Regions from separate parts of the Rattus norvegicus genome. Here region 1 is linked to region 2. A link is a contact called in public Hi-C data. All regions are on one chromosome and are shown on one strand. The core of a region is the stretch at or near the end of the contact, and the rest is flanking DNA. Distances in the headings are between cores, read along the strand shown.

Region 1 (3,119 bases), core at 535-3,034, 770 kb before region 2:
AAGCCATTGACTGTCAATAGGTCCTTAGTCAGTGGTGGACCAGTGGACCTCTTCTCAGTGCATGCTAGAGCATTGACTGGCCTGGCCTTGTTTAAGTCTTGGTGAAGGCAATTGCAACTGCCATGGGTTTGCCAGTGTAAGGATCTCGTCATGCTCACAAGACACTGTTTTGCTTTGCTCCTTCCTGACCCCTGACTCAGAATCTTTTGTCTCATGTTCTGTGCTGGTCCCTGAGTCTGTGTCTCTGTGTCTGTCATCTGTCTGTCTGTCTGTCTGTCTGTCTCTGTGATAGATGTCCCATTTGTGCCTTTGATGAGTTGTGAACTTCTTCATTAACTGTTGTCCACTTCACAAATAAACTCCTCTGACGAGGCCTGGGAGCTGCAGTAATTATGGGCATGGAGATATGAGGTTAGAAGGCAGTTCGATAATCTATCCATTTAGCTAAACAATATCAATAGACCCAGCCCTGGTAGGAGTCACTTGGCAGTTCTCTTAACACTGTATCTTCTTAAGGAGTTTAAAGTTGGAGAAAGGAGACATGGCTGGTTTTGAAAGCAAACATACGCACTCAAGCACAGAAAGATTTTAGAGAGCAAGGCACCCCTGGCTCCCCCAGCTCCGTTTGTGCCCCAAGCCTTAGTAACAGCTAACCTTGAGAGCACTTAGTGCGCTCGGGAGAATTCTACATCTGGCAACATCTTCATTCTGACAGCAGCCCAGTGAGGCACGCCCTTTAGTAGTCCTGCTTTTCAGGACAGGGTGAAGAAAGGACCCTGGTTCTTCTGATGAGGAGGCATACATTCTGTCAGGAGATGAAATAGATGGGGATCATAGAAGTGAATATGCATCCCACCGACCTTTTACTTTCATATTCTCTACTATATTAGAACATAACTAAAAGTGGTTAAAACAGAGCAATAAGCATAACTATGGCAGAGAACCATGATTGCTGAACACACGGACTTTGGGTCGAAGGACGTGGTGGAGGTATGACCACACTCAGCCACTGGCCTGATCTTGAGAGCATCTCTGACACCCGTGGCTTGAACTTTGTATCCTGGATGTTCTGAACCTTGCAATGCCAACAACGCTTTCTCCTCATCTCCAACTCTCTTCCTCACAGATACAAAAGATTGAGGTACCATGGACTGTTCCCATCTGATCTTCCCCTTAAAGTTTAGGGCCGAAGTGTTAGCCAGCTCTTAGATATTGTATAAGAAGACAAAGAATGTCTAAGAAAAAGGGTTGATTTGCGGTCATGGTTTCCATCCATGACCATTTTGCTTTTGGCTTGTGGTCTCATACCGTACCATGGTGGGAACACATGATACAGAAGGTCAGGTTGCCTCACAGCAGCCTGGAAACAGGAAGGAGAGAGGACAGGGTCCTAATAGCACCTGCAAGGGTGTGCTCCCAGTGACCTAACTTCCTGCCACCAGGCCCCCCTTATAACTTACACCACCTCTCTGCAGTGCCACAGGTTTGGGACCTAGCATTCAAATGTGATTCTTAGAACGACATCAGCTAGAACAGAGTTTGGTAGAGAAGGAAGGGAAGTTCATAGATTAAGTCCCCGAGCCTCTGACCACTTTGTTCCTATCCCGTTGGCATGTGTAGGGCTGCAGAGGAAGGGAGGACACAGAGATGCTGCCTCTGTGAGGCCGGCAGGATCCAGGTCACATTCCACCAACCACGGAAGCTGCTGTCTGTTGTGTCCCTGGACAGTCCTAATAATGGCACTTTCATGCAGCCTACATCTGGCTTCTGTTTATAAGCCTTCAAGCCAGAGAGAGCATAGACGAGGAAGGCCCTAGTGGAGGATATTGGCATCAGGATCTAAATGTAGAAGTCATGTGGGGGTGGTTTTGCATATAGCCCTTCATGGTGCCGCTTGGGATCATGTAGGGCTCTTAGCATGGGGCATTTTCAGGCTTTCCTTGTGTATGTACAACACACACACACACACACACACACACACACACACACACACACACACACACACACCAGCTTGCTTCCAGTGGATGAGTAAGCAGGGGCAGCCATGAGATCCAGTTGCAGCTCTCTATGGGAGCCAGTGTGGAAATGTCATGTATCCAGGTCACTGTTTTCAGGCACAACAGTTCTGTGTGGGCCAACGCTGTTTACTGCCAAGTTCATTTAGAACTCTCTGAGCTTTCCCTGCCAGGGCCTCAATCTCTTCAAATTCCTAGAGGAAACCATTGGCGAGGCATGACAGACTTTGAGCACTAGATGGCAGTAAAGGTCCGTGAAACTTTTTTGGTGGCTCTGCGCTCTTTAATTCTCTGCCTTTAGAGGTGAAGAATCCTTGCGGAAGAGAAGAGACCTCGACCATAAATTCCACACGCAATAGCAGGTTCATAATGCACTGGAGTGACTGCATGCTGTATTTTTTCTCTCCGAGAAATAAAATTTCTCTTTCAATGGAGAAGGTTGTTCCTTTACATCTAACATGAGCTAATGTTAAATCTCTCTCTTAAGTAGCAGAGGACGGAGCCTTTAATGTGTGCACTGACCAAGACACCGGGCCTGTGTCTGCAGTGAGATGCAGATTGATGTCTTGAGGGACTGAGCCGGAGTAAGTCATATATTCTGCAGAGAGAGGGCTGTTTCTCCTCTTAATCATGGACATTTGACTTGTCAAAAAAATGTTTTCTCATTGATTGCCTGAGACAGAGTGTGCAGGCTAGAAAGACAAGTTTACCAAAAATCTCCTTCACTTGGAAGGGATGTTAAGGGGAAACCAGTGACTAATATCTTTCATTTAAAACACATTTGCCTGTTGGAGAGTGTGACAGTAACGTGTTGGTGGGACAGAATTACATTTATTTTTATTTTGCTCCTGCTTTTAAACTTCTTTCTTGTATTACCTGAGAAATAGGACTCATGAGCATTAAAATTAATGCTAAAATGAGCAAGCCTATAATACAAGCACCCAGGAGTCAGAGGCAAGAGGATTAGGAGTTCAAAGTCATTTCTGGCTATGTATTGAGATTGAGGACAGCCTGGACTGTATGAGCCCATGCCAAAAAAAAAAAAAAAAAAAAAAAAAAAAAAAGGGACCATTATCAGCAGAATCTATCTGTCCGTCCGTCCAT
Region 2 (3,490 bases), core at 532-3,031:
TTGATTCCTTCAGCCTCTGGTTGTTTCTTTTGTTAGGTGACTGCGCACCATCAAACCACTGAAAAATGAAACGAACAAACTGGAGTACCCGGCACTCTCACGCTAACGAAGAAACAAAGGCTGAAGAATCACTAGCAACCCTTTGCTTCTCTCCTGTCCTTTGAGTGCAGAAGCCAGGGAAGTGGCGAACAGTGGGCAGCCCACTGGATCGCCAGGAGCGCAGTTCTCCCTACCACCTTTGCTAATACACCAGCATGAAGGAAGGGGTTGCTTTAAACACTCTTCTTCTCCCTTCTTTATCTTTGTAGAAAATGCAACCGTGCAGGGAAACCTTGGCCGAATGCCACCGCGTCCTGGCTGAAGCAGCAACACAATTATGGAAAGATAAAACCCACAATGGCCCGTGTGTCCCAGCAGCTAATAGGAAGGAGGTGTTGAGAAGCAGGTGCACTTTTTGTCTCTGTGAGAGGAATTGGTCTTTAGTTCCAAGCTGCCGGCTGCAAATGCCGGCGTTTTCCTTTTATTTATTTATTTCTTTCTTCTTAGATGTCTGCTTCTCCTTGTCATATTTCTTTTCCTTCTCACAAACAGTTCATGAATAAAAAGAAAAGGATTAAATCGTAATCTGATGGTTTCCTTCAGGATCTAATTACTCAGCGCTGTTCTTCCTTCCACATACTGACTTTGTTTTTGAAGACGTGAAATTCTTAGTAAGTATTGCATGCAGTGTTATTAATAAATGTACGGACCGTCTATTACTATTATTTTGTTAAATAAACATGGTAGGTAACTCTTCCTAATTTCTTACCCCCCCCCATTTTTGTAAAACATCTTAACAGAGATCCCACAACTGGCCAACTTGCAGAGAACAGGAGAGTGTGGAGTGCTCACATGTAGGTATCTCTGTCACTCCTCTATGTCCTATCCACAGCCCCCTTCTCAGAGATCACCACAGAAGGAGTCAATATGCTCCAGGGTAGTCGACATCTACAGCAAACAACATTCGCAGGGCGTGACGTGGTCCTTGTATACAGGGACTCACAGTGGCAGTGAATACACGCTTAAGACTGGCACAAGATCAAATCAGTTAGAATCCCAGCATGGACTCCCGGGGAGGCCTCATGAAGCCCACTCCCCGCTGAAGAGCGGTTGGCAATTGCTGGCGCCTGGCAGCGCCTGAATCAGTTATCTTCAGGAATGTGATCCTAGAGGGGTTGTCCCGGCTCCAGCAGCATGCTCTACACCCACGCACATCCAGGCAGCACTAAGTGGACCCAGTGTGATTAAAAACAAAGCGTGCAAAGTTGGGAGAAAAATGGTGGGTGGGATGGGGGGGGGGGGCGACGGGTTGGAGGAGCGGGATTAGGGATAGAGTTGATCAAAATATATGGAATTCTCAATAAAAATGTAATTTAACCAAAGAGCCAATTGGACTCACATGATCATTAATTAAACCATTCCCCAGTTTCAGATTAAAACAAAATTTCCATATGCAGGTTAGTACTCCGTGTTCTCAATTTATTACCGGTAAACTCAGAAAATCAAAGAAAAACCCAGGGCCCGCTAAGCTTTATAGAGATCATAGCGCCCAAGGCGACTCTAGGCCCTAAAGCAAGGGCGGGCGCGTGGGCTGGGTGCAGGGCTCTGGTTTCATTTCCAAATGGTCACAAGCTTAGCTGGTCTCTGAGCAGCGCTGTAGTGCTGCTGGGTATCCTGTCAGGTGCCAGCCATTCTTAAAATACAGAGGGTAAGTGAGTGGAAAAACAGCCCCAGCCTTTCTTCCCGAGTGTGAAGGTGCCCTGTGTCTGCCCACCAGCATTCGGAGGCCAATGGGGTAGAAAAGTACATAAAGTGTTCTTTGAAGTCAGCCTGTCACGAGGAAAAGATACAGCCTAATTGAATTTAATCTTCTTTTAAATGGTTACTCAAAGGAGAGGCTCTGTTAGAAGTTCAGAAGGGCATGAATAAATCCTCCCAGGCGAGTGTCCCTACCATGGGCTAAAGCGTGCTGATGGACAAAGAGGAGGGGACCCTGAAATCCCTGTTTCATCTCCATAGGGCTGATGAGGCTTTAATGAGGAACGACCGATATTTCGTGGCCCTAAGACGTCATCCTCTCCTGTCAAATGGACTTAAGTTCACGGTCTTGAAAATTGTCTCTTCCCTCTCTTCAAATGTCCTCACGAGCCCTTTTACTTTTCAGTTCAAAGAAGACATTAAAAATGGGGTGTTTACTTCTCATCCTCGATTTTGGGCAGATGCCTAATTTCCATAGCTTCCCTACCTCCTGAAGAGTTTCAGGCTTTCTGCCGTCTGCCAAAATAAAGCAAACGTGCGGCATGGTGCTTTGAAGTCTGAGTGAAAGCAAAACTAAATGGTCCATGATTATCTGATCAATTAAAGGCATCGCCTACGTCTTCGGCACTGATGCTTCTCATTTTGGCCACATTCTATACGGTCCTCAGGAAATTAACAGCAGACACCCGGCTTGGGCAGCAGGGGTTATGAAACAAAGGAATGCAGGGAAGTGTGAGCAATGGAAGCAGGCTCCAGCTTTAGCTACAGGACTGTAAGATTCCAGCAGGGACTGAGGAAGGCCGCGGTAGAAGGAAATCTGCAGGAAAGCATGGGATACAATTGCCCAAAATAGAAGTTTGATTTAGAACATTCTTTATAGAGAGGGATCGACTTGATCCAACGCCTTTGCTATGACGGATGCTTTTAATTTTTTGAAACTCATCTCGCAGATTGGAATGTGTGTAGTTCATGCTAACCATAGTTGGTTAAGGGAGTGCTGTAAATAGCACTATGCTAAGAAGAGCTCGATATAGAGATAAATTGAAAAGAACACCTATTAAAGCTCTCCTTACAGGGTTGGTGTGATGACTCACTGGGAAGAGGTCATCAAACCTGATGACCCGAGTTTAATCCCTGGAATCCACATGACAGAAGGGTAGATTCAATTCCTGCACATTGGCCTCTGGTTTCCAATGTGCACATATGTACACAAACACATATAAACCAACATACAAAATACTTTTCAAACACTTTCCTTGGGGTTTACAGTGTTTCCAGTCAAACCCATAAACACCTGTCAATTTAAATGAGAGAACTGAACCCTCGGAGTCTTTCCCATCGACAGGCTCATCCACCCTCTTCCATAGGAGTTGAAATGCACATGTGTGGCGTGTGCTTTCCACTGTAGCTCATCCAGGGCCCACACACCTGACTTGCTTCAGAAGACAGCTGTCTGTGTTTCCTGAGAAGTCCCACTAGGTCTGCTGGTCATCAGTTTTAGTGACTTACATTGCCCATCTGGCAGTAGCAGATTTGACTTACATGGCTTGTGGAGAATGGCCACGATTGCGTGATTGGCCCGACTTCACGGAGCTTGTCCTCTAAATTCACAGATCTGTCTTCAGCCCTGCCTCTTGGTAAGAAAACTATTAACACAGTCATATCGTATTTAGTGGATTTCAGTTCGATAGGC

What was found. Hi-C and Micro-C count contacts between places; a contact is called where the count stands out from the background.
Region 1: a contact with region 2 is called in a Hi-C map of frontal cortex, with 4 times the contacts expected there. The contact joins two enhancer-like sites. A contact is called at or near these places in 8 of 12 Hi-C or Micro-C datasets (the Rat2 cell line, Schwann cells, frontal cortex and 5 more).

What each region holds. Positions count from the first base shown.
Region 1 is chr2:137,300,471-137,303,589 of GRCr8, reverse strand. No RefSeq gene overlaps it. Among named protein-coding and RNA genes, the nearest start is that of Noct, 120 kb to the left of the region's middle. Within about 2 kb of position 1,784, at least 18 of the 93 cell types and tissues checked have an H3K27ac peak or open chromatin away from gene starts, as enhancers often do.
Region 2 is chr2:136,529,277-136,532,766 of GRCr8, reverse strand. No RefSeq gene overlaps it. Among named protein-coding and RNA genes, the nearest start is that of Slc7a11, 140 kb to the left of the region's middle. Within about 2 kb of position 1,781, at least 8 of the 93 cell types and tissues checked have an H3K27ac peak or open chromatin away from gene starts, as enhancers often do.